Regions from separate parts of the Capra hircus genome. Here region 1 is linked to region 2. Evidence: chromatin contacts called from public Hi-C data. All regions are on one chromosome and are shown on one strand. Each heading gives the region's core, a stretch centred on a gene start, on an enhancer-like site or on the middle of the called end of the contact. The rest is flanking DNA. Distances are from core to core; before and after follow the strand shown. Region 1 holds the start of PIK3R5 (phosphoinositide 3-kinase regulatory subunit 5). Region 2 overlaps PIK3R5 (phosphoinositide 3-kinase regulatory subunit 5).

What was found. Hi-C and Micro-C count contacts between places; a contact is called where the count stands out from the background.
Region 1: a contact with region 2 is called in a Hi-C map of blood, with 2.1 times the contacts expected there. The contact joins the promoter of PIK3R5 here to the enhancer-like site in region 2. A contact is called at or near these places in 2 of 5 Hi-C or Micro-C datasets (both in blood).

What each region holds. Positions count from the first base shown.
Region 1 is chr19:28,168,942-28,174,643 of ARS1.2, reverse strand. PIK3R5 (phosphoinositide 3-kinase regulatory subunit 5) reads left to right here and starts at 1,955. Exons shown (of 19, transcript XM_018064644.1): 1 at 1,955-2,078.
Region 2 is chr19:28,109,362-28,115,018 of ARS1.2, reverse strand. All of the region lies in intron 5 of PIK3R5 (phosphoinositide 3-kinase regulatory subunit 5), which reads left to right. Among named protein-coding and RNA genes, the nearest start is that of PIK3R6, 26 kb to the right of the region's middle. Within about 2 kb of position 3,213, at least 2 of the 5 cell types and tissues checked have an H3K27ac peak or open chromatin away from gene starts, as enhancers often do.

The DNA of each region.
Region 1 (5,702 bases), core at 706-3,205, 61 kb before region 2:
TCGAAGTCCTGGCCAATAGCTGTCAAGTGCTGATCAGATCTCCTGGTTGTTCTGCCCTCTTGGGATGGACAGACACAGTCAGAGCTGAGGGGGAGAGTGGGGATGGTTAACAGGCAAGCTGGATCCACTTCTTTTTTCAATTTATTTGACTGTTCCCGGTCTTAGCTGTGACAAGAGAATTCTTAGCTGTGGAATGCAGGATATAGTTCCCTGACCAGGGATCCAACCCAGGCACCCTGTATTGGGTGTGAGGAGTCTTAACCACTGGACCACTATAGAAGTCCCCCTGACGTGGGATGGGACCAAGTGGGCTTCATGAGATGCCCGGCTCCCTGATAGTGAACCCTAGTGGGCAATTCCGTTTCAGCTTTCCTCCACCTCCAGTTTCAGGGACATCAAGGATATGGAAAAAGTCAAGGATCCCATAACTTCTCCTGTACCTTTCAAAGCGCTCTCAGGATCCACCATGTCAACCCCGCTCATGCTGTGTCATTCTTGCTACTAACTTCCCACTTCCAGAGCCCTTCCACCCCTTCCTCCCAACTTCGCCACCTCTGGGTTGCCTCCCTCTTCCCCCTTCTTTTTTTTTTTTTAATTTTGTGGTGGAAAAAGTAAGGACTGGGGAGACCAGAGTCCTTGTTCACCCTTCTCAAGATGAAAAACCTCCAGGATGTCTTCTCACAGACTTTGTGGCTCTGGTTCCTTGTTTGTAAAACGGTGGGGGGGTGGTGGTGCTCTGGGTGGTCCATGCAAGAGTAGAAGTGCCCGATGGTTCTGAGAGCCTTCCCATCTCTCACAGAGGCTGGGACCAGTTCTCTGTGCTCATTCACGAGTACTTTCTGTTTCTGTGTTTTTGGGGAAGTTGCTTTTTCTTGGTATTGAGTGAGTCAGGAGAAGAAAAATCATTGGCAGTCCCATCTCTCAAAGCCTCAGGTAGGGCTGTGGCTTCTGACAACACTAACGGCTGATCTTGCGGCCGATTTCGAATGCCTCTAACAGATATTGTGACACAAGTCCCATTCAAGAGTGAAAATGGAAATTCCAGCCTCGCCCTTTGTGACCTCTGAAATAAACTGCTATTCTTTCCTGGCCAGAGCTGCTAGCACAACACAGCAGCCAACCTTCTCATTCCTAATTTGTAACGAGGAAACGGAGGCATGGGGAAGAGCAGTGATTTCCGGGATCCCTAAGAGTTCTTCCAGCTCCGGGTAAAAAAACACATCTGCCCGCGTGGCCTGTGGGGAGAACGGGCGGGGGAGGGCGCCAGAAGAGGGCCTGGACCCTGGAGACGACCCCTCCCCGCCTTCAGGAGAAATGGCTGCAGTCACAGCCACTGTTGATGGAAGGTGAGGAAGTCAGACCAGAGGCTGGGGCAGCCGGGCCGAAAGTCTGGATGGGCTGGTATTTCTGGAAAGATTTCTGCCCAAGGACGAAGGGCGAGGGTCGCGGGGCCCGTGTGCACAGCAGGGGTGCAGGCATTTTAAAGGTTAAGAGCACCCGTAGAAAATAGAAGTAGGAGGAGGAAGTGGGGCGCTGGGGCGCAGAGCGAGAAGGAAGCAACTCGTCGGAGCTTCCCCTTTCTCCTCCTTCCCCGAAGCCCCCACCCCAGGCCCCTCGCCCGCTCCGCCCACCCATCCAGCCCTGCCAAGCCGCGCTTCCGCTCCCCCTGGTCCAGCCTCACCTTATTCCTGGGGGCGGTGTAGGGGGAGGGACGCCGGCACTGGCGTCCCTCCGGCCTTGGCCAGCCCACAGCCAGGACCTGTTCCTTCCGATGGCAGAAGAGCTCAGATCTGGGCGTCCTCATACACGCGACGGGCTCGGGAATCCGAAGATGCTTGGGGTCAGGCTGGCGCCAGGCCGACGCCGCCCGGCCACCAGGTGGCGCGAGAGTCCAGCTGGGCTGTCTGCCCCGCCCCGCCCCGGCATGGCCCCGCCCCCAGTCCGCCGTCTGAGCTGAGCCCCATCGATGCTGGGACTCGCCGCGCGGGTCCCCAGCTCCGGCGCGGTGGTCGCGACGGTACCCGGAGTCGCAGGGAGTCGCCTCTGGAGAGGGACTCGGCGCCCAGCGGGGACTGCAGGTGTGTGGCCGGGGCGCGGGGACGCGGAGTGCACGCGTAGGGGCTTGAGGCAGAGCCAGAGCTGCCCGCGGACACTTGGAGACAGGTGCGCCCTGAGAGCAGAGGCTGCAGCCAGGGCGCTGGACAGATCCTGCCGTCTTCTGCCTCTGAGAATAGGGCCCACTGCCGGGGACACGACCCGCACATACGCGTGCCCAGTAATCTCACAGACAGAAGGGTATGCCGGCGACTGTCCAGCCTTACCTAAGTGGCCACTGCTGGAGGCGTCTGTGCGGTCCGACTGTGACCGCAGCCTCCTACTGCCTCTTTCGAGGCTGCCCAGTGTCTTCGGGTCAAGGAGTTTGCTCTCCCGTCTGGGAGCACTCTCTTTCTCTGGGAGCCTTGCGGGGTCCTTAGCCACCAGGACGTCCAGCGAGCGTGGGCCCCCAGACAGTGTCTGCTTTTCTCCAGAAGCTCACTCTTGGCGTTGTCAGCTTATCCGTGTTTACACCCCTCGGTATCCCTGCGTGACTCTGTGTGCGCGTGTGGATGGGTGTGCGCGTGCGCGTGCGCGCTGGCCCATCCCAGGCCTCGGGTAAATAAAGTTCTTTAGGTCAGTAGGAGGAAGGAGATTATTCAGAAGGAAAAGGAAGGCGAGATGAAAGCAGCAGGATGTGGTATCAAGTAAGTTACAAGCCTCTTGCAGACAGGAGGAGTGGGTTTGGGCGAAATGAGGGCCGGAACTGGGCCAGGTCTATGTGCGTCTGGGTCCATCTTTCCATCCCTGCAGTGGTCACTCTGCCTTCTCCTCCACACCTTCCCTCCTCCTGGCCCGGGACTGCCCAGAAGGGCACTGGTTCCCAGAACTTGTTAAAACACACTTTCTCCAGGCACCCCGTATAGTACAGCTTTCCAAGGGTGGGGTCTGGAATCTGTATTTTTCTAAAATTTGTCTAAGATCTGTTAAGTGATGCCATTTCTTGGGAACCCTGGATGCTGTGGAAAGGAGACCGGGGTTCCAGCTGTACCCAGCTGTGTGACCCTGAGCCTCATGAGCATCACACTGTCCTCTCCCAGCATGCTTTCCCATCTGCAAAATGGGCCCTAACATGCAACCTCAGGGAGCAAATCAAATGAGAAAAGTGTGAGCAGGGCGCCTGCACAGGGAGCTGCCCTGGGTGTTTGCAGAACAAGGGAGTGGGTGTCTCGGGCTTACCTGCTTCCTCAGTGGGGACACTGCGGTGTGGCTCCAGGAAGACAGTTTTGAATGGTCTACTCTCTCTTCCTGCTCAGAAGACCCTCCCCTGCTTCTTGGAGAATAACTAGCCAGGATGGTTATTCTGGGGACAGCGCAGAGTCTTTGTGTGCCAAGCCTCATGGTTTTTTTGTTTGTTGTTTTTAAATTTTGTTTTCGAGGGCTCTTTGTTGCTGCGTGGACTCCTGTTCTCTAGTTGTGGGACAGCTCCGTTGCCTGGGGACCTGTGGGATCTTAGTTCCCTGACCGGGGATTGAATGAACATCCCCTGCATTGAGAAAGGGAATTCTTAACCTCTGGACCACCAGGGAAGGCCCCTCATCAGGGTTTTAAGACCCTTGCCAATCTCTTAGGTGAGGGATAACGAACTGTCTTCTCTTTACAAGCTGTAGTGGACAGAGAAAGACCTCTGTCTCTTTGCCTGTCTCTCCCCAGAATAAGCCCCCCCTTTTTTTTCTTTCAAGTAGAATCAAGTGGAAGCTAACCGGGTGACCAGTGTGTTTGGGGTTATTGCAGGGGTCATAATGTGGAGGAGGAGGCTGGCTGTTGGAGGCTGCTCCATGGCCCCAGGTTAGTCATTGATCACCAGCCTTCCAGCAGAGATGCGGAAAAAGGAGAGGCAGTCGCCTTTGCCTGGGCAGCCTAGCATTAGAGGCTCCAGCTTGGGTTCAGAGGAACACTCAAAGAGCGCTGACTTGGTCTTTGTTCAGAGAGCCTCACCCCCAAAGGACTGAGCTGGCCAGATTTCTGTGGCACCTCTGTGAACTAGAAGACTTGTTTGCCTCAGCCGTGGGTGGACTGAAAGCCTGGATCAGCTTTTTAAGCGAGGAAGTATCTAGAGGGGCAAGATGGAGTGATTGTCATCAGCTCAAGGAAGAGGTTTGAGGTTCTGGCATAGATGGGGTGGGGGGTGGACAAAGGAAAGACTGTCTGACTTCTGCCCAGAGGCAAGCTGAGACAGCACAGCAAACATATATTACTTATTAGAGTATTCCGTTGATGTGAAGGTGTACACATTTTCGCAACTCTGAAATCATCTTACCATCCATGGCACCTTATCATTATAATAGGCAGCAATATTTCTTTCTTTCTTACTGGCACACAAAATAATGGTGGTGTAGTCGCGAAGTCATTGTCCACCTCTTGTAGCCCACCGGGCTCCTCTGTCCATAGGATTTTCCCAGGCAAGAATATTGGAGTGGGTTGTCATTTCCTTGTCCAGGGGATCTTCATGACCCAGGGATCAAACCCGTATCTCCTGCGTGTCAGGAGGATTCTTTACCACTGAGTGACTAAGGAAGCCCAAAATAATGGTACATCTTACAATTGATGGCATCTTTTTCGATTCTGTTAAATATGATGTGTATTTTACAAATATGGGGGGTGCTTTTGATGTACAGGGGTACGCACAGAACTACATCATTCTCATCAGTGAAATTACACGTATCACTTTTTCCACCAGCTCTACCTTTTAAACACCAGAACTTCTCATGGTATCCAGTTTTTAAAAGAAATCCTTATAAAATGTGTTGCTTACCTTTATAAATCTAGCACATGGTGTGTGATTTAATAATTTCTTGAAAATAGTAAACGGTTCTACCTGTCATTTTGTGCATACCTTGGATCTGCTCAGGACAAAATTTTTGTCATCTTTTTTATTGTCCTTTCCCCCTTTAGCTATCATTTCATGGTCCTTGGCAGTGGGCTAAGTATTTCTCCATTTCCTTTTCATCTTCACTGCCATACTGAGGTTGCTACAACTATTATCCACATTTCATGCAGGAAGAAACTAAGGACCAGGATGATACTGCTAGGAAGCGCCAGGGCTGGGTGGATGACCAGAGTTGACCCAGCCCAAGGTGGGTATTCTGCCTGTGCCTGTGGGTGTGGAGGGCATGGCTTGTGGGGTGACTTTGGGAGCCTGAATGTGGCCGTCTACAGGTCTTTTCTGTTTGCTTCCAGGCTAGTGACTGGAAGGTTCTGGATGGCTGGGTTAACAGCCAAGTGGCTTCCTGATAAGTGAGGTATAGCTGTAGCAAAGTGCATGAGATTGGAGGATAGGGCCGATGAATGGGAAGAAGTGGATGGCCAGTGGCACCAAGCAGACATTGGGTCCTTCTTGAGTCTACCACATCTAGCACTTGGGGTGCATGGCTTTGAGCTTTAGGGTTTGTCCTTAGTGGGAGACGCCTGCCTGCAGCTTTCCCCAACTCCCAATCCAGCTTCTCTCATGTTGGCATGGGGATATAAGACAACACAGCTGAACAGGTCACTTTCCAGCTGTAAATCCTCCTGAGCTGCCCTGGCCCTCTGGGGAAGGTACCCTTTAGCATGCCCAGCAAGGCCTCCGCCACCCAGCTTAGGGCACCCTGCCTTCTTCATCTCCTGAA
Region 2 (5,657 bases), core at 1,964-4,463:
CCCCCAGCAAACAGATGTGAAGCTGAGAGGCGGGCTGTGGGGAGGCCCAGACACTGGGACTCGGGGTTCTATTGGGGAGAGGAGAGCCAAGCAGAGCAGCAGCTCGTGGAACCCTAGCCACCCACTGCTGAGGGTCTTCCCCTGGATCTTGCCCCTGGGAGCATATGAGGGCTCAGGTATGCTGGGGACCAAGCAAGTGCTGGAGGGGGATGCTCAGGCCAGGCTGCCCATGCCAGCAACACCTCCTCTTCCAGGGGAAGCAGAACCGAAATAGGAAACCGTTTGCTCTTGCCAGACAATCCTTTTCAAACAGTTAAAAAGCCTCAAACTCAAACAGATGCATGGTGAGCCTGTATCAAAGACGCATTCCAACTCTTACTGAGGGAGCTAGCCAGGAAGGTGGGAGAGGTGGTTTAAAGGAGGGTGTCAGAAACTGAGATTAATTTCTCATCTAAGCCACGAAAAGATGGCAGAATTAGATACAAAATTAGTCAACATCATATAGGAGAATGAACATCATACAGTGGGGAGAAAACCCTTTGACATTATCTTTTTAAAAAAATGTTTCATTGGAAGATAATTGCTTTACAATATTGTGCCGGCTTCTGCCATACATCATCATGAATCAGCCACAGGAATACATGTGTCCCCTCCCCCTTGAACCGCCCTCCCAACTCCCATTCCATCCCACCCCTCTAGGTCATCTGTCACAGAGCACTGGATTGAGCGCCCTGTGTCACACAGCAAATTCCCACTGGCTCTCTATTTTACATATAGTATATATTTCCATGTAATGTATATATTTCCATTTGTCCTTCCCTTTTCTTCCCATACCGTTGCCACAAGTCTGTTCTCTGTGTCTGCATCTCCAATGATGCCCTGCAAATAGGTTAATCAGTGCTGTCTTTCTAGATTCCATTCAGTTCAGTTCAGTCGCTCAGTCGTGTCTGACTCTGCGACCCCATGAACCGCAGCACACCAGGCCTCCCTGTCCATCACCAACTCCTAGAGTCCACCCAAATCCATGTCTCTTGAGTCAGTGATGCCGTCTAACCATCTCATCCTCTGTCCCCTTCTGCCCTCAATCTTTCCCAGCATCAGGGTCTTTTCCAATGAATCAATTCCAATGAGTCAGGTAGCCAAAGTATTGGAGTTTCAGCTTCAACATCAGTCCTTCCAGTGAACACCCAGGACTGATCTCCTTTAGGATGGAGTAGTTGGATCTCCTAGATTCCATACACACACGTTAATATATAATATCTGTCTTTCTCTTTCTGACTTCACTCTGTACAACAAGCTCTAGGTTCATCCACCTCATTAGGACTGACTCAAATGTATTCTTTTATATAGCTGAATAATATTCCATTGTATTTATGTACCACAATTCCTGTATCAATTCATCTGTTGATGGACATCTAGGTTGCTTCCATGACATTATCTTTTATAGTGAACAAAAAGCATTCATCTCACATCCACAAGTAAGCCTCTAATTTCATAGAACCTGACCCCTCATTAATATTAATAGCAAGTAGTAAATTGAACCACATTAGCTTCTTCTCCTTAACCCTTAGGTGGGCTAGTTAGAAAGTGCTATGCTGTACTATGCTAACTCACTTCAGTCGTGTCTGACTCTGCCACCCTATGGACTGTAAACCCACCAGGCACCTCTGTCCACAGAATTCTCCAGGCAAGAATCCTGGAGTGAGTTGCCCTATCCTCCTCCAGGGAATCTTCCTGACCCAGGGAGTGAACCAACGTCTCCTGTGGCTCTCACATTGTAGGCGGATTCTTTACCGCTGAGCCACCGGGGAAGTCCAGTTAGGAAGTGCTTTGGTGTAATTTGGTAAAGGCAGGTGGGTAATAGTTTTGCCTCACTGCTGAGTAGCTCCACCCCCAGTAACCCAGCTGAGGGAGGCAGTAGGGGGAAGGGGAGACCAGGCACTGAGCTCTGTGCGGGAGGCTGAGGCTGCATCACTTGGTGGTTACCAGTACTTGGCACAAGACCATCTTGGGGTCCCTACAACTCTGGAGCTGTGGGGCCTTTGGCAAGACATTTCACATCATAGGAGCCTCAATTTCCTCATCTGTAAAATGGGAGGATAGTCGTGTCTCCCTCTCAGCAGTCTGCGAGGATAATGCTGGCCTATTTTGATTTCCCATTGCTGGGGCAGGAGGGTTCAGAGTGGTTTTATCTTAGTAGGTGGATCCTGGCAAGGTCACAGGGAGAAGATGACAGGGACTTGGTGAGCTGGGCCCTCCACCCAGGCAGCCTTGTGGAGTCAGTTGCCATGGAGATGAGTGAAACAGTTTATCCCACTTTGATGTGGCTGGGTGGCAGAGGAAGTGGGCAGGTTATCAAGCCTGCGGACCTCCCCCTTCTTCCTGACTCCACCCCCGCCATAGGGTCGCCCACTGCCTCCATCTGGGTGGCAGGAAGCCTCACGTCAGTACTTCCGGGTCCCACCCACCACAGCCCCCTTGGGTTCAGCCCGCATGTTTGTTGAGTATTTACTCTGCCTGGCTGTGCAAAACACAGCACTTGCCTGCTGAGAGTTGGCCTGTCATCCTGATGGGCGACAGTGGGCATCATATGTGTGAGTCACGCCTCAGTTTTCAAAGCACCCAGACCTGCACAATTGTATCACCCAGCCCACAGCCCTGCAGAGCATGAGGGAAAAGCAGCATTGCTCCTACTTTGTGCATGAGACGACTAAGACTCAGAAAAGTTTGATGATTCTTGCTTTAGTTGTAAAGTCAAATGTGAGAGCAGGAACATGGGCTTTTGGATAACAAAGAACTCTGCTCTGTCACTTATTAGCTGATGATGTTGGACAGGTTACAGAAGCTCTCTGAGCCTCCTGATCAAAAGTAGGACTGTGTTCATAGCAGCTGTGTTGACAGTAGCCAAGACACGGAAGCAACCTAAGTGCCCATCAACAGATGAACGGATAAAGGAGTGTGTGTGTGTGTGTGTGTGTGTGTGTGTGTGTGTGAGAGAGAGAGAGAGAGAGAGAGAGAGAGTTCCATGGCTGCTGTCCAGGGAACCCCAGAAGGAAAGAAAGCATAAGAGGAAGCCAGTAGCCAGGAGTGTTCGTGTCGGGGTACGATGTGGGTCAGGAGGAGGAAGCCAGGATCATCTCCTGGGACAGCCGTGTGGCTAAGGCTGAGCCTCCCCTGCCTCGTGTCAGCCCTGGGGACTCTCTGCCTCACGATGACCAGGCACCACGTCGTGTCCTCAGCATGGACATTCCATAAGAATGTCATTAACGTGGTGCCAGTTCCTGCTTGGTGACACCAGCAGTGATTGTCACTCAGCCTCTGTCTTCTTTGTCAGCTGTCCTATGCAGAATGGCCATTTCCAGTTATCACTTTAGAAAAGGGAAAGGGGTGGTGGAGGGATAATTTAGGAGTTTGGGATTAACAGTTACACACCACTATATATAAAACAGATAAACAGCAAGGACCTACTGTGTAGCACAGGGGACCATATTCAATACCTTGTAATAACCTATAATGGAAAAAACCTGAAAAATATATATATATAAAACTGAATCACTTTGCTGTACACATGAAACTAACTTAGTGTTGTAAATCAACTATGCTGCTAAGTCGCTTCAGTCGTGTCCGACTCTGTGCGACCCCATAGACAGCAGCGCACCAGGCTCCTCCGTCCCTGGGATTCTCCAGGCAAGAACACCGGAGTGGGCTGCCATTTCCTTCTCCAATGCATGAAAATGAAAAGTGAAAGTGAAGTCGCTCAGTCGTGTCCTACTCTTCGCGACCCCACGGACTGCAGCCTACCAGGCTCCTCCGCCCATGGGATTTTCCATGCAAGAGTGGGGTGCCATTGCCTTCTCCAAAAATCAACTATACTTCAATCAAAAATAAATAAATTTTAAAAAATAAAAAGAAGGGAAGCTCAGTTGGGTAAACAAAGCTCAGTTATGAGGGCACTCCTGTGCCTGGACAAGGCATTTGTACTTCACCATGACCGCCCACCATCAGCTCCCACTCACCAGGACACATCCCTTGCCCATATGGGGGGACCTTTTTGATTTCCTACATGTTAAGACCAGACACAGAACCACCTAGGTGAGTTTTTTTGTTCAGCCCTTGAGCCAGTCTTGGTCTAAGTAAGACCGTTTCAGAAAGTTGTTCGTGTCTGCTGAGTTGCCCAGGGAAGATGGGTAAAGGTCAAAGAGGAGAGAAGCACCCATTGCCATGAGGCTCCCCAATAAGTGGAGGTTCGTTATCAAGAGAAGCCAAGGAAGGGGGATTTGATGGGTGTCTTTGGGGGAGGGGTAGAGAGTTTCAGCTGATGCTGTTGGAATCTGGGCTCTTCAGCACTTGCCGATCACTCTGGAAACAGCACCCACTAACAGAACATCATCAGCCAACAGCAGCTCCCAGCTAATGATGCCATAATTCCCAAATGTGATTGTTGTTTACTCACTAAGTCGTGTCCGACTTTTTGCAACCTCATGGACTGTAACCCGCCAGGCTTCACTGTCCATGGGATTTGCCAGGCAAGAATACTGGAGTGCGTTGCCATTTCCTTCTCCAGGGGATCTTCCTGACTCAGGGATTGAACCCATGTCTCCTTCTTTGGCAGGCATTGGCAGGTGGATTCTTTACCGCTCACCCACCAGGAAAGCCCCTAAGATGAGCAGGTGGAGAAACAGGATGTTAGAGAATGCTCCTTGTCCTGTAGACTAAAGAACAGCAGGCTTCAAGGATAAAGTGGCCCACAGATCCTCCTGGACGGTGGCCTCAGCCTGGCCTGAGTCTACGGGGGCAGAACAGGGAGGCGGGGGTGTGGCATAACAGATCAATGGGGTGTGGGTTGCCTGTTAAGAACACTACATGGTATTTAAAATAGAAGTGTGGACAGATCAAGAGAAGACTTTGATGTCTGTGTGTTTTGGAGTCTGGGAGATTGGAGGGCAGGGAAACATGGGATGGCCAGGGACATTGTTGGGATTGAAGGGGCAAAGAGGGGACTTTTCTCTGTCATGTCTGTAGGAGGCCACTAGGTGGCGTCCTGAGTCCTGATAGTCATCACCTCTGTTTCAGGGACTTGCCTGTGGAAGTAGATACAACAATATCTAAACATGTGACAATTACATAAAAGATACAGCAAACAAAAGGCACCGAAATCAAAGAAATCAGATCTCAAGTTAGAATAGCACAAATTGGAAATGTTTGACCACTTACAAAACAAAAGTCACAGCCCTCTGCTTACAGCCGTCTCTAACCCCAGTCGTGGCTTTGACTCCCCCAGGAGGCTGCCTTCTGCTGCAAACTCTCACCCAGTCCACGCCCAGCAGGGTCCCTGTGAGGCTGTCCAAACCCTAATGAGGGGGACTGCCTGCCCCCACCCTCCGCCGCCGAATCCCAGCCCCCTCGGTGAGAAGAACCAGGTGTCGTGGAGTCTCCTCACCGTGGTTGACACGGCACCGAGGACCTACTTTCCAGCTACAGAACTAAGCTTCAGGGGAAAAGGGAAACCTTGGCTTGTTTCTTCTCAGCATCTTTGAATCAGGGAGATGGAGAGATGGATGATGCCATGAAGGAAGGCTAGGATGGGATCGTGGTGCAGACTCAGCCGCAGAGGAGGACAGCGCCAGGCAGGACCGCGGAATACTGAGGGTCCCCCG